4 separate regions of the Mus musculus genome follow, and regions 2, 3 and 4 are each linked to region 1. A link is a contact called in public HiChIP or PLAC-seq data. All regions are on one chromosome and are shown on one strand. Each heading gives the region's core, a stretch centred on a gene start, on an enhancer-like site or on the middle of the called end of the contact. The rest is flanking DNA. Distances are from core to core; before and after follow the strand shown.

Region 1 (5,506 bases), core at 1,437-3,936:
ACTCAGCACTCAGGAGGCCAGCCTGGTCTACATATACATTGAGTTCCAGGACAGCCAGGGCTACACAGAGAAACCCTGTCTTGAAAAACCAAGAAAACAAAACAAAACAAAACAAAAAACAAAAGAGAACCAAACCCAACAAACAAACAAAAACAAAATAAAAACCAACCTTGCTGGGTATGATAACACACCCTTTTCTTTCCCTTTTTCTTTCTTTTCTTTTCCATTTATTTATCTATCTATCTATCTATCTATCTATCTATCTATCTATCTATCTATCTATCTATCTATTTATTTATTTGAGACAGGGTTTTTCTGTGTAGTTCTGGCTGTCCTGGAACTCACTCTGTAGACCAGGCTGGCCTCGAACTCAGAAATCTGCCTGCCTCTGCCTCCCAAGTGCTGGGATTAAAGGTGTGTGCCATCACTGCCCAGATTTTTTTTTTTTCTGGTGATACACACTTTTTTTTGTTTTGTTTTGTTTTTTTCTGAGACAGGGTTTCTCTGTATAGTTCTGGCTGTCCTGGAACTCACTTTGTAGATCAGGCTGGCCTCGAACTCAGAAATCTGCCTGCCTTCCGAGTGCTGGGATTAAAGGCGTGCACCACCATGCCCGGCATGATACACACTTTTAATCCCAGCATTCTGGAGGTAGGCTCTATGAGTTTAAGACCACTTTGAACTACATGCATGGTGAGTTCCAGGACAGTGAGGGTTAGAAACTCTGTCTCAATGTAAATGAGCTAAATACCTAATAAAAAATGGAAAAAAAAAAAAGAAACTCTGTCTCAAAACATGTAAAAATAAAATAAAATAAAATAAAATAAAAATCACCTTCCCTATGGTGACAGTTATTGGAGGAGTAGCTGGGGATGGAGGTGCACAGTCACTGGAAAGGGACCCCAAAGCTCCATTTTATTTATGTGGATGGGTGTTTATGTGTGTGTACAACATACGCAGAGTGCCCAGAAGGCCAGAAGAGTATATCAGATCCCCTGGAACTAGAACTAAAGACAGTGGCATGAACCACCATGTGGGCAGCTGAGAATCAAACTGCAGTCCTCTGGAAGAGCAGCCAGTGCTCTTATCCACTGAACATCTCTCCAGCCCCCAGTAATTTATTTATTTACTCTAATTTGGGGGACATTTTTCCTGTTTTTTTTTTTTTTTTTTTTTTTTTCGAGACAGGGTTTCTCTGTATAGCCCTGGCTGTCCTGGAACTCACTTTGTAGACCAGGCTGGCCTCAAACTCAGAAATCCGCCTGCCTCTGCCTACCCAGTGCTGGGATTAAAGGCGTGCACCACCACGCCCGGCTTCCTGTATTTTTATAAGGGCACGAATTATAGGAAGTTTCACTTGTAAAAATTTATAAAACTCATGATATATTTTATACATGTACACTGAGATATCACTGCACCCCACAAACAGGCATGGACAATGCATTAATTAAACTTTAAAAACAGGAATAGGGGCTGGAGAGATGGCTCAGCCTAGTAAGAGCACTGACTGATCTTCCAGAGGTCCTGAGTTCAATTCCCAGCAACCACATGGTGGCTCACAAACATCTGTAATGGGATCTGATGCCCTCTTCTGGTGTGTCTGAAGACAGCTACAGTGTACTCACATGCATAAAATAAATTAAAAAAAAAAAAAGGAACACTTACTGCTCTTGCAGAAGACCAGGGTTTGATTTTCAGCATCCACATAGTAGTTCACAAGTGTCTGTAACTTATTTTAGGGAACCTGACACCGCTTCTGGCTTCCTCCCCACCCCTGATAGAGAATGCACAAAGTGAAGAAAAACGGGGCTAGGATGTACCTCAGTGATGGGAGTCCTTACCCCAATCCATAAATCCATAAGGTATGAACCCCAACACCTCAGACATTAGAAATAAAAATGAGAAACTAAGTTACAAAGTTCCCCGGGAGGGGAAAACTCACGGAATCGTGTTCTGAGCCTGTAACATGAGTACTGGGAACCGAACTAGGCTTCTTCGCCAGAGCAGCAAGTGCTTTTAATCGCAGAGCCTTTTTTTCCCATCCAATTATGGCTCGATTGTTAAAACAGTAATTGGAAAAATCCCTTAAGGGATTATTTCAGAAGCAAACCTGAAGGTAAGGGTGTGGCTGTGTCTGAGAAATCAAAGACAGGAGGTGAGACAAGGACCGGACATAAATTGGGCAGTGAGAGAAGAAAGAGGTGGACTGAGGGACATGGTGGGGGCGTGGGGCGGGAGTTCGCTTTTTCTATGGAGATCATGTGAAGGCAGGAGCCGGCAGCCAGCACACTGGGTACCCTTCCGATCCGTACCGGGACAGAATTCTCTGCTCCCACCTGCAGCAAGAAGCAGGTGGCCCAGGCCAGGGGTCACAAGGCGATCAGTTTCCTTGCTGCATAATCCGGACTCCACAGGTAGGAGGGCTGGGCATTCTAGTGAATGTTGTCGGGAACAAAGGAAGGCCTGGCCCAGCGCCCTCACACACCTCTTACACCGAGCATGCCCGGGCGTCCCGGAACCAGCGAGAACTGGACTTCAGACCCGCCAAGCTGAAAGAAATCCTCATTTCCCCGAAAAGGAGCCGCTCCCAGTGGGAACAAAGAAGAAGCGGGGTGGGGTCTAGGTGGGGCTGAGCCAGGAGGAGCTGGAGAAGCACAGGGGGCGGGTCTAGGAGGAGCCGGTCGTGGGCGGGTCCAAAAGGCGGAGCCTAGCGAGCTAGCGAGTGCATTGGATAGTGGGGGCAGGGGCCCGTCTAGGGGCGTGGCGATGAGCAACGGATGGGCGGGGCCTATCTAGGGGCGGAACCGAGGTAGATGAGGCAGGTTTGCTTCTTTTCTAGAAGAGGAGCTAGGGTGGGGCCCCAAGAGAGGTTGAGAGAGGTTTTTGGAAGGTGGTGTTCTGTCTCAGAAGGCAGAGATGGGCGGGAGTTTTAGACCTCTGCCCTAAGGAGGCATGGACTTGGAGGGAAGAAAATTGGCGGGATGGGCAAAACCAAGGCTGGGAGCGGCAAGGTCCTCTAAGTGGGGGAAGGGCGGGAGGGAAGACCGAGCAAGCAGATGGCCTGGAGGAGTCTGGTAGCAAGCTCCGCAGCAGCCCTGCTGCCCTGCAGGCCGCACTAGGGTCCTGGGTGCCATGTAGTGTGTTTTCTTTTTTAAGAGTTGCCGCGGTCATGGTGAATCTTCACAGCAATGAAACATTTAACAGGACACTTTGTGAAGCAACTGCTATGTATACTTCCCCTCCTATAGAAAGGAAAAGAAAGCCAGGCAAATGAGTCCTAGAGTATTCAAGGTCTCATGTAGAACTATATCCTTTAAAATCTATTTTATTATTTTTAATTTTTAAGTATGTCTCTATTTGTGGGCTATGTAAGTGAGTTGAAGTGTCCACAGAGGTCAGAATCATTGGGTCTTCTGGAGCTGGAGTTACAGGCAGCTCTAACAGTGATTTGCCTGATGTGGTTCTGGGTACCAAAATCGGATCCTCTGCAAGAGCAGCCAGTGTGCTCTCAACCCGGGAGCTATCTCTCCAGCCCCGAAACTGTGTACATATGAAAATATAACAGGATTTATCCTCCCAAGAACTTTACCACCCACATCATTATGCCTGGGTTTCTTTTCCTTTCTCTACGAGGGGAAATATACATAGCAGTTGCTTCACAAAGTGTCTTGGTTAAGGTTTCATTGCTGGGAAGATTTACCATGACCACGGAATGGCATCTCTCATAAAAGGAAACCTTTACTTGTGGCTGGCTTACAGCTTAGAGGTTTAGTCCATTATTGTCATGGTGAGAAGCATGGCAGTGTGCAGGCAGACATGCTGCTGGAGGAGCCAAGCAGCAGGAGACTGTGCCCCACTGGCATACACTGAGCCTATATGACCATCTCCACAGTGACACATGCATCCTCTAACAAGGCCATACCTCCTAAGGGTGCCACTCCCTATGGCTGAGTACTCAAACACATCAATATTCTGCAGTCTGTGAAGGTCATTCCTATTCAAACCACCCTACAGGGTCACTGCGGAAGACCGAAGGACATTAGCTTGGCACTCTGAGAGTACGTGGTAACTTTTTCCCCCTTTTCTCCGTAGCAGCCCCGGCTGTCCTGAAAATTGCTCTGTAGTTGAGGCTGGCCTCGTACTCACAGAGATCTGCCTGTCTCTGCCTCTTGCCTCCCGAGTGCTCCCCACTACCTGACTCTTGACTTCTGGCAGCAGTTCTTTTCACAGCTAGGTCCCAGGGCCACTGTGGGCCTGCTCTCCGTGAATAGCACATGAAGACAGACAAAGATGTATGTAGGGTATTACATAGGATGAAGATCCCAAGTCAACAGTACCTGGGCAGGTAGGAAACGCTGCTGGGTCTCAACTGAGTATGAAATGCAGCCAGCACTTAAGGCAGGACCAGCAGGGAATCAGAAACACAGGCCCAGGCCACAGAGACAGTTTGCAATGGAACAATTGCAAAGCTTGTTGGTTCTGGCTTTGGGGACTAATGTTCCTTCTCTCTGTCTCACAGCTATGTCTCTGAGGAGTTCATGTGGTGACATGGCCATATCAGCACAGCTTTGTACAGTCCAACCAGGATTTATCCAGGGCCTAAGATCCCCAACCAAACCGTTCTTTACTTTTTATCTTCTTTTGTTTGATTGGTTGTTTTTTTGTTATTGTTTTATCAGGACAGGATTCCACTGTTTAGCCCTGGCTGTCCTGGAACTCACTGTGTAGACCAGGCTGCCCTTGAACTCACAGAGATCCCCTTATCTCTGCCTTCCGAGTGCTGGGATTAAAGGAATGTACCATGGCGCCCACTCCCAGTTTTCAGTATATATGCACATTTTTTTTTGGTTAAAAAAGATGTATTTACTCTCTTATGCATGAATGCTCTGCTTACATGCATATCTGCACCATGTGTGTTCCTGGTGCCCAAGGAGGTCAGAAGAGGGCACTGGATCCCCTGAAACTATGAGCAGCCATGTGTATGCTGGGAACCTAACTCAAGTCCTCTGCAAGACCAGCAAGTGCTCTTAACTGCTGAGCCATTGCTTCAGCCCAGATTTTTAGCATTTTTGAAGGCTGGATAACTCTCAATGATTGGGAAGACATTGCCTAAGAATTTGGAGCTGTGATGACACATGCTTATGGTCCAGGTTCAATGCTTAGACCCAGGAGTTCAAGAGAGCCTGAACAGGACAGCAAACCCTGCCAAAGGAAGGAAGGGAAGGAGGGAGAGGAAAAAAAGGAAGGAAAGAAGCAAGCAAGCAAGCAAGCAAGCAAGCAGAGAACTGGGTATAGGGGCCCACATCTTTACTTTCACCACTTGGGAAGCTGGGACAGAAGGATTCCATCTAATTCAGGGCTTAGGTGGAGGGGCTGAGAGGCTGGAATGCAGCTCCGTCAGCACAAGTCCCTGGCTTCAGTTTCCAGCACTGCATAAGGTGAGTGAGGTAGCCCAAGAGTGTAATCGCAGCACTTATGAGATAGAAGGAGGAGGATTAGAAGTTCG
Region 2 (5,506 bases), core at 840-3,339, 420 kb after region 1:
TATTGCCAGTAATGGGCGGTGGGTGTGGGGACCCATTGCTGCAAAAGGGGCCGGCTTCTTGGTCTGAGACTATTGGAGGCTATTGGCTGTTTGAAGAAAGTGCTGGGCTTGCATGCGAGCACTGGAGAGGGCATCCTGGGCTCGTCTTCCTCAGACATACTTTGGTAGAGACAATCACTCTCTCCCGTGAGCCAACATAGGCACCTCGGCTTTCTGGGAGGCTGTTAGGTGTGAAAGTGGAGCACACACAGTTCCTCATTTTGAGGCCAGGGAAAACGTTTCACATTTTTAAAACACAAGTATTTCTTTTTCTGTCCTTAATGTATAAGCTGAACTTCCAGGTGCCCCCAGCTGTCGGCCCCACGGTGGAATGTGAAAGACGTCTCTCTCTCTCTGCAGCCCGCTTCGTTCCTGAAAGCCTACCTGTGGCATATTTTGGGACTCTGCTAACGAGGAGAGAAAGACACAGAGAAGGCGCCTGTGTTGCTCCGGGGGACACAGACCAGTCATTCAGAAGGGAGCTGAAAGGGCGGTTTCACGGGTACAGCTGGGTCCAGCAACGGGGCTCTGTCCCTTGAGCCACAGAACGGGCACTGGCTCAAGCTCTCCCTGTCTGCCCTGCCAAGGGCCACACACCAGAACATACACCTCTCACCGTGGCCATCGTCACTGCCACCATTGCTGCCCTTCATGTGACCTAGATGGGACCCCATTCATTACTACCTTCTGTTAACTTCTGCATTTGCTTGGCACTGTCCTTGGGCCTCAGGGCCAGGAAGGGGACCGAGATAGAAGAGACCTCCAGGCCAGAATGGCAAAAACAGCTATGTAGCACAATTTGGGAGAAAGGATATTTGCTGCAATTTCTGGGACCATACAGCCACTCTGGAGAAGAGAGACCTCTGAATAGTGAAAGGAGGGGTCAGCAGCATGGAGGTTTCTTCTGGGTCTGCAGAGATGCAGAGGGCTGGGAACTGGGGACTGATGGAACCCAAATGGGAGAAGACAAAGAGAAGTTTGTCTCTAACATAGCTACAAAAGGGAAAATGCCTTGACTCTGCCCTTGAACCGGCTGTGTGACTTCAGGCTAACCTCTCTGGGCTTCCACTTTGGCATATGGAAAGTGGGCTGATTGATAGACTCCATCTCTCTGCTTGCCTCACAGGTATGTGGGGTGTGAAGGATGATGCTATGGTTGCTAAAGATATCACTGTGGACTAGATCAGCTATGCCTGAGGAGTGCACAGGGTCTTTCCTTGTAACAGTGGCAATCCCCTGCCTCATCTTCCTTCTCCGGTCTTCTTGCTGCCTCCCCATGTAATCTCACAAGACTCGCTTGCTTCGCTGTGAGGATTAACAAAGATAGTTCAGGAAATTCCTCAGGCCCTGTCCCTAGCTCTGTGAGCCAGCACTGACACCGTCTCTCCTCCCAGAAGAGGGATGAGGCACAGAGAGGCGCAGCAAGCTGCCCAAGGTCACACAGGTACATGATCTGCCTCTCATATCTGCCCCTAGTCAGTCCCTCTCCGAGCTCCCCATTCTCTCACACACTAAGCACAGCCACACTACTTGGTTGCTACCAAGATCTGGGAGAATCGTTCTGGGGTGGAGCTAGTAAAAGGAAAACACTGGATGGTCGGCTCTGCTCGTGCAAAGGCCCCGTGGTTTTTGGAGAGAATCGGTGCAGCTGGAGAAGGTGTGTGTGTGTGTGTGTGTGTGTGTGTGTGTGTGTGTGTGTGCACGTGGTTAGGAAGCATATTTAGCGAGAAACCTGGGCTTGGAATTCCGGGTGGGGAGGACTTGGGTGTGGGAAGAGGGGCAGTGCAGGGCTCAAGTATCCCTGAGCTGTAGGTCCAAGTCAGCACGGGCTCTGGCCAGAGGAGCCGCCCCCACCCACCTGAGATTTCCTGAATTCCAGCTGTGGCTCGAGTTCCTTCTGCAGGCAAAGGGGCCCTTGTGGTCAGCTGCCTCTACCCTCCCTTTCAGACACACACCTCCATTCAGACTGGCCCCGCCTTTGGGGGTTGGGGCAAGGGTGCTGTCCCCTGCCCAGTGGTTGATAAGGCAATCTCCCCCTCTGGTCCCCTCCAGTGTGCCGCTGCCGCTGTCTGTCTGAGTTGCTGCAACCATGAAGGTCACCTCTGGTCCAGCCTTTGCTCTCTGTAGCCTGCTGCTCCTGCTGCTGCTGCTGCTACAGGTCCCTGATAGCCTCAGTCTTGTCCCCCAGCCCAGAGGTAAGGGGACCATGGATGCTGGGGACATTGGATCTGTGACCCTTGACAAATGGCCTGGGGGGGCTGAGCACAGAGACAGATGGAGGCTAAATGGGAATCAGGGTTTGGAGGGTGTCGGCTCAGGGAGGGCAGTGGAGATAATGGTATTAGTGAAGGCCACCAGGACAGGTGATCCTCAGGGCCACCATGCTGCAGGGACCAGAAGCCCCCACAAGAGCCAGCCGGAGTCAGGAGCGGCACCAGGCCCAGGGCTCTGTGAGCGCAGCGCAGGAGACCAGGTGTCTGGTCAGTTTCCACAGCCCTTTCCAGGGCTGGGCTCTGGCAGCCCCGAGATGCTCAGCAACTGAGGTGGAGAAGGAGGACCTGTCTCAGTCTGTGCCATGAGATAGCCCCAGAGCCACAAGGGGTCAGGTTCAGAGTCGTGGATATGGTCAACTCTGCCTTTGGATCCCACTTCTCCATTTGGAGGCTGAGCAGGCAGGAAACATCTGTCACCGTAGATACAGAACACGTTTAAGGTCTCCCGAGAAACTCAGATGCCAGGGCTTTGAGGCACATCTTTCCTTTTCTGATCCTTTGTGCCCAACAGGGAATGGACTTGTTCCTATGTGGCATGGGCTGGGCAGGGCAGCCTGTCCCAGAGCCCAGCTCTGCTATAGGAAGGGACATCCACCCTCAGCTTAGTCTCCCTTTGTATGAATGGGAAATGAGGTTCAAAACTGTGCTACCCCCTGCCCTGGGCCACAGAGCAGCCAAGCCAGGGTCTGAGCCCAGGCCTGTCCCATCCATTGCTGGCGCCTCCCAGTCACTGGTGCTGCCTTGCTGGAGATCTGGAGGAACGTTGTTTCTAGGGTCAGGGTGTCTTGGGGCCCACTTGGCAAAACAAGGGTGACAATGTGGCATCAGGAATTTCTGCTTCTTTCCTGTCCCGGGAGGGAAGTGACTTCAAATTTGCTGATGAAGAGACAGTGGGTAGGTACCCTGATGGCCCTTAAGGAAGTGCCAGCCTTAGTTCCTCAGTGTACCCCTGGCTAACATTCTGCCAGCAAGTCAGGCTAGTCTCTACATGCCTTTGTTTGTTCTTAGAGGTTCCTGCAAAGAGGTGCAGAGAAGAAGTATGTGGTCTAAGACCAGAGGGGTCTTCCGCCTTCCTCCCCACGGGCTGAGCCGAATGCCCGAGACTATACACTGAGCTGAGACCTAAATCACTGAGACCCACCCTCGGCTGTCTGGAGCCCAAGGCAAAACTCTTCTGATATCTGCCCTTACTCTCTATCTCCCTGCACTGCCCCCTCCTAGGGCACCTCTGCCGGACACGACCCACGGACCTGGTGTTTGTTGTCGATAGCTCTCGAAGTGTGAGACCCGTGGAGTTTGAGAAGGTGAAGGTATTCCTGTCTCAGGTCATTGAGTCACTGGATGTGGGGCCCAATGCCACGAGGGTGGGCTTGGTCAACTACGCCAGCACTGTGAAACCAGAGTTCCCGCTCCGGGCCCATGGCTCCAAGGCCTCGCTGCTGCAAGCTGTGCGCCGCATCCAGCCGCTGTCCACGGGTACCATGACTGGCCTGGCTCTGCAATTCGCCATCACCAAGGCCTTGAGTGATGCTGAGGGTGGACGCGCCAGATCCCCCGACATCAGCAAGGTATGGAGCACGGGATGGTTGGAGCCTGGGATGAAGCCATAGGGTCCTCCTGGCCTCTCTGTTCAGAGCAGCTGTTTTAGGAACGAGAGAGTCATTTGCAAACATTACTCTGTAGAAGTGGCGGTGGTAGGGTTGAGATCTTCCCTCGAGCAGAGAGAGGCGGGCCAGGTGCTTATGCTAATACTGGCCACCGAGAGAAGTGCTATTCTTAAGCACAGAGCCTCAATTTCCCCACCTATGAAGTGGAGCACTGATAGCCTCTCTTGCAGCTTAGCTCAGCAGGGTGCCTGGCACCCAGCATGCACCAGTGTACTTTGCCAGCCTGTGCTTGGGAAGGCAAGATAGTCCCCTGAGTCACCACGGAGGGCTCCAGGGGCATGCTGAACAGCCAGTGTCTTTTCTCTGAGGCCATCTCAGCTCTTGTTGGCCTGGGAAGTCACCGTTTACCTGCCCCAGACCCTGGTCCAGGGGATCACCCCTTCCTTACGCCCTTCCGCACCCGACTTTCTAGCATATTGTAGACTATCGCCAGAGCCGAGAGTGCCATGTTACATATGGGGAAACCAGGGTAGAGAAATCGTCAACAACTTGCCCAAATTCTCCGTGGCAGAAATGTTCAGTGACACAGGAACCCAGCCCTGCCTAGCCACCAGAGAAGTGAGACCAGATAGATAGCTGCTGATCTGATCTGTGGGTGCTGCTCAAATGATTTAGCATGAGGTCCGGGGGTTGGAGCTGATGGCCTTGTTTGTTTAGAGGATGGAATAGCTCCAGGGGATGCTGATGAAGAGAGATGGTGATAACGCACACATCTCTAGAGCAAACTGTTTCCCCTAGATCAGACTAGTGGCCTGAGCCGGCAGGCAAGGACCGGAGTTGACAGGGAGGCTGCTGGGAGCGGGCACCTTCTGGAGTCTCAAGGTGGGGCTATAGCTCAGAGACCGCAGCGGGCTGTGTTGAGTGTGACAGCTCAGAGTCGGAGCTAGGTTTCACCCCAGGTCCCTGGAGGGAGGAATGTGCTTCTCAGGGGACGATGTGCTGTGTTCTAAAATAACAGCAGACCCCTTGGGGCTCCTGCTGGTGAGTCATTTCAATCACCCTGGCCTCACGCCTTTTCACAGAGGCAAAGAGGGTCCCAAGGCAGGAGCCCCACTTCTGGCCCAGACCTGCTCTATTTTACAGCCAGGCACCAGGGCACAGGGCATGGGCCTGTGGGAGAGGGGCAATCGGCAGTCCTTTCTTCTCTGAAAGGGGTAGGCGTCATCCTAGGTAGTAAAGGAGGACAAAAGGACATTTTCTTTCAGTTATTTGGCTCTCTGGGTTTGGGATGTTGACCCTTTTATGGGTCCAAGGCGCCCACCCTTATTTGTATGCCTCGGGTTCCCTCTGGTGGTCATTATGCAGAACTACACTTCACGGGTTTAGTTTCTTGTCTGGGCGATTTTCACCCACGCTGACCACGGGGTTCTCAGGGAGATCAGAGGCCATCGTTTCAGCAGCTCGAGGCCCCAGAAAGCTTGAGTGTGAGTAAGGCACATAGCCCTGTTTGCAGAGCTCCTGTTTGCAGAGTCTAAGGAGGTGAGACGCCAGAACCTGCCTGATGGAGAAGATCCATCTGTCTTAGTC
Region 3 (5,506 bases), core at 1,270-3,769, 360 kb after region 1:
TGGCTGCCGAGGGCATGGGGGAGGGGCGCGACTTCTCAGAAATCCAATAAGTCAAGTGACTCAGTGTGTGGACATCCCCTCCCCACCCCAGCCTCACTCTAGTCCCAGCTGACCGACCGACTCACCGTGGTGGTCACAGTCACCTCCACCACTGCCCTGCCTCAGCCCCTCTTCCTGGGGACAGAAGTGTTTGCAATTAATTCCTCTCTGCTCCCTCCTTCATCCTGGCTCCCACCTCAGACACAGCCTCTTCAGTCTCCACCTCTGGTCCACCCACTGCACAGCTTCTCGAGACTCTGCCCCAGCCCCCGTCTTTCTAAACTTTGCCCACACAGTGTTTTCTCACAGGCAGATTGGATTCTGTCCCTCTTCTGCCCATGGCTTCACAATAGTAAGACTTGCCTTCCCATCTGTGCGTCCTCAAACTGACGCAGACACAGCCCAGGGCATCATCGAGTGTGCCCAGAGGCCCCTGAGGTTCTGAACTTCTTTGCCACTGCCCGGAGTGACTCCCACCTCTAATCTCATGTCTCCTCCCATTTAGTCTCCCCTTGGCACCATTTCTGGGAATTTCCCCGATTCCCATGGGTTGATGGTCCTTCCCCGAATCAGCAAGAGTCTCCTTGGGTGACAGTTACCTAAATAACTGTCTCTTCTTCGCATCTTCCTTGAGAACCTATAATGATACCCAGATGGGCTCTGTTCTGTGCTGGGTGCTGCCACCGGCTTTACCTGCTTGATCTCCACTTTCCATACAATCCCTGATCCCATTTACGTGATGAACAGGAGTGCAGACAGGCTTGGTCCAGCAGGCTAGCAGTCTGGAAGTCTCCTAAATGGATGGATGAGCAGGAGAATAAACGAATACATGAGAGATCTCCCTTGGCTAAATCACAGCCTTAGGAGATTGACAGGAGAGAAACCTATAGTTGATCTGTGACCCCAGCACTATTATCCCACTTTACAGATGTTAAGACTGAGGTTTGACTCTATGAAGCCCAGAGAAAGGTGGTGGCAAGGAGAGGGTTTCTGTTAGTCACGGCTTGTATTAAGACAAAGATCTGAGGATAAGTTATTTCTGGGGAGAGGAGGAATCCCTTTTATTCAGCAAAGCTGCCTTCTGGTGCCTGGGGCTGTGGCCTTGACTCTGTTGGGAGCCTGTCAGGTCAGCAGCTTTTGCGGGTGAACCTAGCTGAGGTTCAGCCCAGAGAGCCTCTTCAGAACATACTAAATTGGTGGTCCTTACCCTTCCCAATGCTGCTGCCCTTTAAAACAGTTCTTCCTGTTGTGGACCCCCAACCATAAAATTATTTCATTGCTCCTCCATGACTGTAATCTTGCTAGTGTTATGAATAGTAATGTACACATGGCTGGAATCTCAGCCTTTGCAAATGTGTGCTTCTGGGTTTGAATTCTGCTTTGCGGCCTGATGGCTGAGTGGCACTGGGCAACAGTTTAATTTCTTAGGACCTCCTGCAAGTGGGAACAGGGGGCTTCTTAGCAGGTCTGTGGGAGGTCTCTCTCTCTCTGTCTCTCTGTCTCTCTGTCTGTCTGTCTCTCTCTCTGTTACACACACACACACACACACACACACACACACACACACACGAGTGCCTTACCAGCATTCACTTATGGGACTTGGGTTAGGTTAAGAATTAGGCCAGAACACTTCCAGCCAAGCACCAGGACTTTGCCACATTTCTCCACTTCTTGGGGTCACCCAGAGACTCATAGGTGGGGCCTGGTGCATAGCTAAATGAAGGGGGAAGGCGACTGGATTTGGAACCCTGCTGCACCTACCCATACATAGCCTGCAACCTTGGGCCCCCTTAAAATCCTAGTTTCCCCTTCTGTACTTTGGGTAATACCACCAAGCCCAACAGACCTAAAAGAGTCAAGTCAGATCATGAGGTGGCCGGTCCTTAGACTCAACGAGTGCTGTATATTTTTCAAATTGCACTGAGCTTGCTGGCTAAGCCTATTTTTCCAACTACTAGGGTGGCCAAGCTGGGATGATCCTAAGTTCAAAGCTTGCCTGAGCTTTAAGTAAGACCCTGTCTCAAAATAAAACAATGTAAAAAAGGGAGGCCTGAGGCTATAACTCAGTGTTAGAATGCTTGCCTGGCCATTAAAAAAAAAAAATTGTCTTCTCCCGGGATGTCTGCATTGAATTATTTGTTTCTGAACGGTGTGGGTGGCTGGTAGCTGGGTTTCTCTACCCATCAGTCACTCATCCACCCAGGCATTTCTCCCCGTAGAGGAGCAGGCTGGCATCGAAAAGGCATGGAGTTCTGGGTAAGGCAGCTAGTGAAGAATGTGCAGGAGAGGCCCGACCAGAAGTGAGCCGGTTCGCTCCGTTTGCAGCCTGACAGGGCTCCAGTGTATGCGAAGGTGTAGAAGCCTGCTCTGTGCGTGGCGCGAGGGGCGGGGGGGCGGGGAGCTGTGTCTTAATGGGAGGCTGCTGGAGGAAGGGTTGTTTCCAGCCGCCTCCTGAACCCACTGCTGGCTCTCTGGCAAATGAAACATGCCCGCCCCCTGCTGGACATCAGGCTAACCTCACGTTTGTATTCAAAGACGGCAAGGGAAATGACATATCCGGAAAGGTGGATTTAACAATGGCTCTAGGAAGCTCTGTGTGGGTCTGGGGACTTGTACAGGGCAGGAATTTGCAGCTGTGACTCCGTGACTGAGCCCTGGCAGTGCCTGGGGAGGGGGAACCTCTCCTCTGGGAGAATCCTGGCAGCTAGCCCCAGCTTGCAGGAGGCAGGGTCGGATAGGAGGCTGTAGAGAGCAGAGGGGGTTTCAAATTCCCAGCCCCTTGCCTCATCTGGCAGGCTTGGTTCTGGGATTTCCTGTTTTGTCCCAGATCAGCCCCAGGGGGTAACATGATAGCCATGAAAAAGAACTCAAAAATATATTCACTAGTCTCTCTCTGTGTGTGTGTGTGTATGTATGTGTATAGTGCATGTGTCCATGTGTGTGTGTGTCTGTGTCTTGACATCCATCAGCAGCTGCCCTGGGCTGGTGACATCACTTAGCTAACACTTTGTTGTTCCTTTAAAGCAGTGACCCTGCCCCCACATCCCCAGATTGCCACTGTGAACTTGTTCTGCCTTCCCCAGCATCAGGTTGTGGTAGAGGTGGAGTGGGGCCACAAAACGCAGGTCAATGGTTGGAAGGAGAGGTGGGTGGACTCAGACAGAGTTCCCTAAGGCTGGAGCAGGACAGTGGAAAAGCTGTTTGGTGAGGGGCAGGTTACCTGAGCCTTTAGCTAAGGGGGGTGGCACCCCTCAGTGTCCCGAGGACCCTGGTAGGCCACAGCTGTGTGATGCTGGGCACTTGTGGCTCTTGTCAGTCTGACCTCCTCTTTCCCTCTGTCTTTCTTCCTGGCTGAGCTACAGTGCACAGGCATGTGCATGTGCACATGTGTGCATAGGCACCCAGCTCCACGTGCTCTGCATGTTCATGCCTGCAAGCTAGAAGCCAGGATTGCTAGAGACAGGGACCCGGTTGGCTTGACTCTCCCAGAAAGGGGTTTATCAGCACTGGAAATTGACATGGGGGCTTTGCTCTTCTTGTATCCTCTTCTCGCTCTGGCCATGCTGGCCTTAGGTGGCCTTCCATGTTCAAAAGTCACCAGACTTCTCCCTGTGGTGGAGGCTCCTTCCTGTGATCGTGCCTTCTCTGCTTGGAATATCTCATCCAGGTGCTGATAGGTGGGAACCTGCTGTGTGATGTCATCTTCCAGGGGCTCCTCCCCTGGTTACTTCCACTAATGCCTCCAGGTCCTGGCTAACTCGCCGATGTAGCCCTCTTCCTGGGCCTGCTCCTTTTAGAATCCTACCTCTCTCTCAGACTAAGCTCTGGAGTGGAGACTTCATCTCTTGTATTCCCTACTGTGCCTCTGGGACTACAACAGTAGTTGTAGTGCACACAATAGGCTGTCAATAGCTATGTGTAGGCTTGGCAGAGGCTTCTGCTATGGGACAGTTTGAGGTTAGACCATTCTAACTTGAACTTGGGTTGGAATCCCAAATCCCAGCTATATCACTCATGGCTCCCCATTTTTGAGTCTCTGTTTGATGCACCTGCCCTGGGGGGTGGGGGCTGGAGGTGGGGGCTGGGGGATGAGGGCTGGGGTTTGGGGGCTAAATAGATTGATACCCAGCTGACTTGGAGGGCTAAGTGAGGTCCTGCACATCCGTTGGCATGTGGGAGGTAGCATCTGGCATCCCCAAGTGGTAACAGAAGGGCAGGACATGTGTTCAGATCCTCACTTCTTTAAACTAATTTTACCATTACTACCATCAAGGCATGGGTACAGGTGGGGTAGGGGTTGGGGATAGGGGTGGGATTATTGTCCCACTTGACAGATGGAAACACTGAGAAATAAGACAAATGTCCAGTATTACCCTCATCTTTCCAGCCAGGGTTGTAGGGTCAAGAGACTTGGGTTCTGGCCAGCCTCCTGGGCATTGCTCAGGATGATGAACTGAGAGCCCTAGGTCCCAGCTCTGTCCTGGCTCACTGTGGCCCTGAAGATCCATGACCCCTGAGAAACTCAATTTTTTTCCTCATTTTTCAAGGAGGTCCAAGTGCAGGCCCCAGGGAGATAAAACACCACCACATGGACCAGACATGGTGGCACAAGCTTGCAATCCCAGTAGTATGTGGGCCAAGGCAGGAGGATCTAAAGTTCAAGATTGTCTTTGGTTAATAGTAAGTTTAAGGCCAGCCTAGGCTGCAAGAGACTGTGGCTCAAAATCAGCCAAACCAAACAGCCAAACAGCCAACCAACCAACCAATCATCCATCCATCCATCCATCCATCCATCCATCCATCCATCCATCCATCCATCTATCCATCCAATCAACCAACCAGACAGTCAACCAACCAGTTAGCCAGCCAACCAACCAGCCAGCCAGCCAGCCAGCCAGCCAGCCACCCAAGCAACCAGCCAGCCAGCCAACCAACCAACCAACCAACCAACCAACCAACTAACCAGCCACCCACCCAACCAGCCAGCCAGCCAGCCAGCCAGCCAGCCAACCAACCAACCAACCAACCAACCAATTAGCCAGCCAGCCAGCCAGCCAGAATGAGGTCCAGGTGCAGGGAGGGCTGGTAGGAGGACCAGATGAGTCTGGAAGGAACCATGAGCTGTGGATACCGAGTCTTCAGGGCCTTGGCTACTCAGCTCTGGCTGGAAGTTGCCAGGCCAGAAGGTAGCCTGGTCCTGCCAAATCTTTGAACTTTTCAAAGAGAAGCAGATAATTTGGATTTTGATGTGAAATCTGATTTTTAAAGTGTTGGCAACAATTTAAAAAGAAAAAAGAAACAAAGAAGTCAGTGTGGGCAAACAGAGGCCATTTGTGGCCTGCGTCTGGGCTCGTGGGCAGTAGCTTTGCAGTCCATGGCATGCTCAGTTGCTACAGACCCCTTCCTGTCCAAAACGCTTCTTAGAAATAACTCTCATTGCTGAGTGATTGCTCTGTGTGTGAAGTAA
Region 4 (5,506 bases), core at 1,095-3,594, 270 kb after region 1:
GCGGCTGGATGAAGGCAGTTTCTGGAGTCTGTTTGGATGAGGGTAGCACAGGGAAGGAGACATTCGTGTTCTGGGGATGTGATAAGGACACACACGGTGGTATAGGCAGGGTGACCTGTGATGTTCCAGGGACTAAATGTGCATCTCAACCCAGTCTGTGACTATACCTATAACAAGCAGCAGGTGGCGCTCCTAGCCCAAGATTCCCCACAAGGCTTCCTGCCGGGATCTCAGTAAAGGGGGTTTGCAGAATGAGGAAGGCAAGGCTGGGCCATGCTCCCTGGCAACCTGGTAGGCTCCTTTGAGCAACACTGTCAGCCTTGCTTGCCTCCCAGCATGGGCAGCTCAGTACTTTGCCCATCAGTCAGATCCAGCTGCCCCAAGGTTTTCTTTGCACCAAGTTGACATGCCACTCCTTGGGTCTCCTTCTTGATTCCAGCTAAACCTTTTTGTTTGTTTGTTTGTTTGTTTGTTTTTTTTTTTTTTTTTCAAGACGGGTTTCTCGGTATATCCCTAGCTGTCCTGAAATTCACTTTGTACACCAGACTGGCCTTGAACTCAGAAATCTGCCTGCCTCTGCCTCCCAAGTGGTGGGATTAAAGGCGTGCACCACCACCGCCCGGCCCAGCTAAACCTTTGAGAGCACCTCAGAACCAGTCCCAACCACATTGATTGAACTCCCAGTACACGAAAAGGAAGAGCTCACAAAAGCTTCCCAGCCTGTCCCCTGACCTGGTACACACAAGGCATTCAATATGTTTGTTGAATGAATAAGTGAAGCCCATATGGTCTTCATTTCCATCAGACATTGGGGAATAGGCTCAGAGAGGTGAAGTTGTACAAACAAGTACCAGAGCCCATGGTTGTCAGAACCAGGATTTGAACCCAAGCACTTGCTTAACCCAAAGCTAGAGTCCCTCAGCTCCTGGCTATGCTAGTGATAAAGCCAGTTCCTGATTCCTAGGCAGGTCAATCTTTTCATGTTGTATTCTTCAAGGCATCTTAGCTTCAAATGCCAAAACGCATCGAATGGGATTGATTTAAAAGACTCTTTGTGAGGGCCTGGGGATGTAGCTCAGTTGGTGGAGCACATGCCCTTCTGCACAAAGCTCTGGGTTCGGTTCTTAGCACAGCACAAATTGGATGTGATGGAGGTAGTAGGAATAGATGTTCAAGGTCATACTCAGCTACATCACAAGTTCAAGGTCAGCCTGAAAGTCCATCTTCCTTAAAAAAAAAGTGTCAACATTTATTTTTATCATTTTTAAAGGATTTATTTTTATTATTCGTGTGTATGTGTGCACACGCGGGCATGCGTGTCACACCTCTGCACATTAATGCAGGTGTCCTTGGAGGCTAAAGGTATTAGATCCTCTGAAGCTGGAGTCACAGGGCGTTGTGTCTAGCCTGGTGTGGGTACCGGGAACTAGTCACTTACATCTTTAAGTAGTATGCTGTATCTCTCACCAGCTCTCCCTCCCCTCTTATATTTGAAAATACAGAGACTCAGTATGTAGCCCAGGCTTTGAGATCCCTCTGCCTCAGCCTCCTAAGTCATGAGTACTGGGGTTACAGGCAGCTACTACTCAGGCTTGGCTCGTTCTCAGCGATCTGTAAGCCACAGAGTGGACGCCCCCCCCCCCCCAGGATGTCTACCGAGGTTAGCTAGGCAAGCCTTGCATACCTGTGATGCCCCAGCCTCTCACTCCCTCTGGGGAACCCATCTCACACTCTGCCTTATATGGTGCGGAGCTTCATGCTCTGGGTTTCTTTCCAAGGACACATGGCCATCAAATGGATAGTGCCGATTGCAGGGACATCAAAGGGTGTCCTGCTCAGCTCACATGCCAACTAACCAACGCCTACCCTTACCAGCCTCCCCGGAGACCCCTTAGTGCAACTGAGCCCCTGTGAATGGGAAACTGGAGACTTCACCAGCGTGTGAGCAGCAGACGCGTGCTGGTGTTCGCCATGCGTGCCTGTAGCTGACCCAAGCCCCTGCTTCCTGAACTCAGGGTGGCTAGGGGCCTGTGTCTCTCAGACAAACAGGCCAAGGAGAAGCTCAGGAGGACCAGGGGGAACCCCGAGTCGGGGTCCTCTGACACCACCCTACTGGGAGCAGAGAGACCCGGGGTGCTGTCTGGAAGAGCAGGTTCTCCCGCGGCTCGCACACGGCGTGCTTCGCGGATCCACAGTAGGGGGGCAGACGTCAACGCCCCTCGCCCCCCCCCCCCTGCGCGGGGGGAAACTGAGGCCGGGGGCGGTGTCGCGTGCCGGTGTCGCCGCGGCCCCGCCCTCCTGCTCGCCCCGCCTGCGCGGGGGGCGGCGGCGGTGGCGGCGGCGGCGGCGACGCTTCCTGCGGGCGCGGCCGCTGTGGGCGCGGAGCCGCGAGCGAGCGAACGAACGAGCGAGGCGGAGCCGGCGGCCGAGGAGCCGAGCGCAGGTCCCGCGCAGCCCGCGCCGCGAACAAAGGCCGCCATGAAGCCCGGGCCGCCGCGCCGCGGGACCGCACAGGGGCAGCGCGTGGACACCGCCACCCATGCGCCCGGGGCCCGCGGGCTGTTGCTGCCACCGCTGCTGCTGCTGCTGCTGGCCGGCCGCGCCGCGGGGGTGAGTGATGGGCCCCAAGAGGGTCCCCAGCGTGTACCCCGCGTGTCTTTGCGTGTCCCCTCGTCGCGCGTGCCGCGCTGGGTGTGTCCCGGTCTCATGGGGTCCCCTCCCCGCCGGGAAGCGTGTGCGTCCGGTATCCGCTGGGGTCGCCTTCTCCCCACCCCCACTCCATCCCAAGCTGCCTGCAGGGCCTTGGGGGCATTGGAGGAGGAGGGGGTGGGTCGATGAAGGTGACCCGCGAGGGTGAATGAGGGTGACCCTGTGTGTGTGTGTCTGCTTCTAAGAAGGGTGCGTGGGCACCTGTGGGTGTGGGCACGGGAGAGGCTCTGTCCATATGGCTGGATGGCATCCGCATCCCGCTCCACACTAGGGTGACCCATTCTGCACGCTGTGTTCCACCATGGCCAAGGCTGTGTGACTGTGGGTGAGGGGGTGTGTGCTTTGACCCATGGACCTGTGTGAAAGCACACGTATGTGTGTGCAGGTGTGTAGCGATGGTGGACCTGGCTCAGCTCCCACCCCAGAAGACATGGGTGTGTGTGCCATCAGAGGTGGGTACCAGGTGACCCCTGACTGTCCCTTTGAGAAACCGAAGTAGCTAAGGGATTGAACTTGGTTCTGGTTTCACTAGCAGAACGGGAGGAAGAGGGTCGGTCCTGCAGGTGGATGAGCCGGGTCCCTGCTCTGAGGAACCCAGCTCCCAAGTGAGTTCTGAGTTGACAGGTGTCTAAATGTGGGCTGAGTGAGCTGGGGAGTTCTAGGTCCTACCCCCATGTGGCTGACTCCAGGAGCAATGGCTGTCCCTACCCACTCAGATGACCACCAGAGCCCAGGCTGGCCGGCACGCCCCTTCTCTCCTAAGCAAGGTGGCCAGATTGTAGGGAGGCAGGCAAGACTCTGAGCTGCCCTGACAACTGTTAGCTTTGGGGAGGGGACCCCAAGATAGTACCTGGTGGTCGGTTCATGCCTTGCCCTTTTTTTCTTTTCTTTTCTTTTCTTTTCTTTTCTTTTCTTTTCTTCTTCTTCTCTCTCTCTCTCTTCTTCTTCTTCTTCTTCTTCTTCTTCTTCTTCTTCTTCTTCTTCTTCTTCTTCTTCTTCTCCTTCTTCTTCTTCTTCTTCTTCTTCTTCTTCTTCTTCTTCTTCTTCTTCTTCTTCTTCTTCTTCTTCTTCTTCTTCTTCTTCTTCTTCTTCTTCTTTTTCCTTTTTTTCCTGATGGGGTGAGGGGAGAGGTTCCTGAGCAAAAGGCAGCACTACCCACACTGGCAGTGGGAACTGCTTTTCAGCAGCATTATAGAAAATTACCCTTGACATCAAAGATCTGGTTTCAAAGTCCAGTGAAGACCACCACCCAATCACAGTGAGGTCTTGAGCCAGCCTGGCCACTCCTCTGAGTCCCAGCTTTCCTCTCTGCAAAGACGGACTAAGGGTGCCCTCCGGGGAGGCAGAGTGGACACAGAGGCACCTTTGAAGGCATTTTGGTGTTGAGTACAAAGGGCTCAGGACAAATGGCTTCACTGGAGCTACTGTCCCTAGGAAGGAATAATACACATTCTACCCGTAGTGAAAGGATTCAGGGAGATTTTTGAGGACTCAGCACATAGTAGGGCTTCAACCAGGTAGGTGTGAGGGCAAAGTGGAGCTGGCATGATTGAGACTGATGCTGAGTGGCATGCCCAGATGGTGACCTGGCTGAGCGAGGGGAGAGATTGTGGTAGGGATGGGTCTCAAGAGGTATTCTCTCTGCAAGCATGCTGTCCTCCCAGGGAGGGGCTGGGACTGTAGAGGAAGGACTCTCTGCACTGTTACCTGGCCTGGAAAGCTAAGGGTTAAAGGATGCTTCTCAGTGAGGGCTGAGGCTAGATCAGAAGCCCAGGTAGTAGTTCCAGGAATGGTCTCTGGTGACAGCAAGGGACTGACAGTGGTTGGCTCAGCAGGGGAAAAACAGGATGACCCTGGGTCTTCTTGTTAGTCTGGGAGAGCACGGGATCAGGGGAAGGGAACTCCAGGGAGGAGAAGGCTGGTTTGATCCAGGCTGTGGCTGTCAAGTTGGGGGTGTGTTCTGACCTACAGATTCGAGGCTTTGGTCCTGAGAGACTGACTGTCTAGGGCTCTGAGGTCCTCAGACCACCTCAGCTTTTCTGGTTAGGTGACTCCCAGAGTGACATGGAATGTGGGGACACTAGAAAGTATAGCCTTTGGAGAATGTCCTTTAAAGGTCCAGATCTGGGAGTGACCATAGATGACACTCAGTATTGCTGTCAGGGGTGGTTATTCAACTGATTTGTGGCTGTGTGACTTTGTGGAAGTGACTTAACTGTCCCATGCCGTGGCTTCCTCTCTCTCTAAGACGGAGCAAAGAGTGAAAGTGTAGCCATAGCACTTGGTGCACGTAGATTCCTTTGTGGAGGAGGTGGGGGCAGAGTCTCATGTAGCTCAGGCTAGCCACGAACTTGCTACATAGACAAGGATGAACTTGAACTCCTACCCTCCTACTGCCCAAGTGCCAGGATTACAGACGCGAGTCACTGCGTCCTGTTTTTTTTTTTTTTTTTTTTTTTGTCAGAGTTACTGTCCTGTTTTGAGGTGTGAAGTGGCAGGTGAGGCTTATTCCTGGCATCCAGGAACCCTCTCCTTTTGCCCTTCCAGACTGGTGACCTCACTCTAGAAATGAAAAGCTGGGGACTGTTCCAGGCAGGGCACCACAGTAAGCAATAGGATTCAGAGGCTCCATAGCTGCTGGGCACCAAGAGCAGATATTTGCTGTGGGATTTGGGCAATGCTGTCATCTGTCTCAAGACTCTCTCTATGCATTATACAGCGCCAGGCTCAGCCCCTCCCTCCCAGGAGCTGGAGTATGCTGCCTTTCCTTGGTGATAGCCCTTCTTGGAGGAAGCCA

The links. HiChIP or PLAC-seq counts read pairs in DNA pulled down with a chosen protein or histone mark.
Region 2: a contact with region 1 is called in an H3K27ac HiChIP or PLAC-seq map of embryonic stem cells, with 3 times the contacts expected there. The contact joins the promoter of Matn1 here to the enhancer-like site in region 1. A contact is called at or near these places in 3 of 39 promoter capture datasets (embryonic stem cells, hippocampal neurons and stem cell-derived epiblast-like cells), 1 of 484 Hi-C or Micro-C datasets (cerebellum) and 1 of 115 datasets of contacts at active chromatin or transcription factors (embryonic stem cells).
Region 3: an H3K4me3 HiChIP or PLAC-seq map of bone marrow-derived macrophages shows a contact between it and region 1, with 5 times the contacts expected there. The contact joins two enhancer-like sites. A contact is called at or near these places in 2 of 115 datasets of contacts at active chromatin or transcription factors (bone marrow-derived macrophages and embryonic stem cells).
Region 4: a contact with region 1 is called in an H3K27ac HiChIP or PLAC-seq map of embryonic stem cells, with 3 times the contacts expected there. The contact joins the promoter of Sdc3 here to the enhancer-like site in region 1. A contact is called at or near these places in 1 of 39 promoter capture datasets (liver), 5 of 484 Hi-C or Micro-C datasets (embryonic stem cells and olfactory sensory neurons) and 5 of 115 datasets of contacts at active chromatin or transcription factors (embryonic hindbrain, embryonic stem cells, forebrain and 1 more).

The regions. Positions count from the first base shown.
Region 1 is chr4:130,517,690-130,523,195 of GRCm38.p6, forward strand. No RefSeq gene overlaps it. Among named protein-coding and RNA genes, the nearest start is that of Nkain1, 54 kb to the right of the region's middle. Within about 2 kb of position 2,687, at least 295 of the 459 cell types and tissues checked have an H3K27ac peak or open chromatin away from gene starts, as enhancers often do. A contact at or near this core is called in bone marrow-derived macrophages, cerebellum, embryonic stem cells and 2 more, where this site is marked.
Region 2 is chr4:130,942,296-130,947,801 of GRCm38.p6, forward strand. Matn1 (matrilin 1, cartilage matrix protein) reads left to right here and starts at 2,090. Exons shown (of 8, transcript NM_010769.2): 1 at 2,090-2,234; 2 at 3,534-3,880. The coding sequence starts at 2,129.
Region 3 is chr4:130,876,207-130,881,712 of GRCm38.p6, forward strand. No RefSeq gene overlaps it. Among named protein-coding and RNA genes, the nearest start is that of Gm35294, 7.9 kb to the left of the region's middle. Within about 2 kb of position 2,520, at least 59 of the 459 cell types and tissues checked have an H3K27ac peak or open chromatin away from gene starts, as enhancers often do. A contact at or near this core is called in bone marrow-derived macrophages, where this site is marked.
Region 4 is chr4:130,790,193-130,795,698 of GRCm38.p6, forward strand. It overlaps Sdc3 (syndecan 3), which reads left to right and starts at 2,345. Exons shown (of 5, transcript NM_011520.3): 1 at 2,345-2,610. The coding sequence starts at 2,479.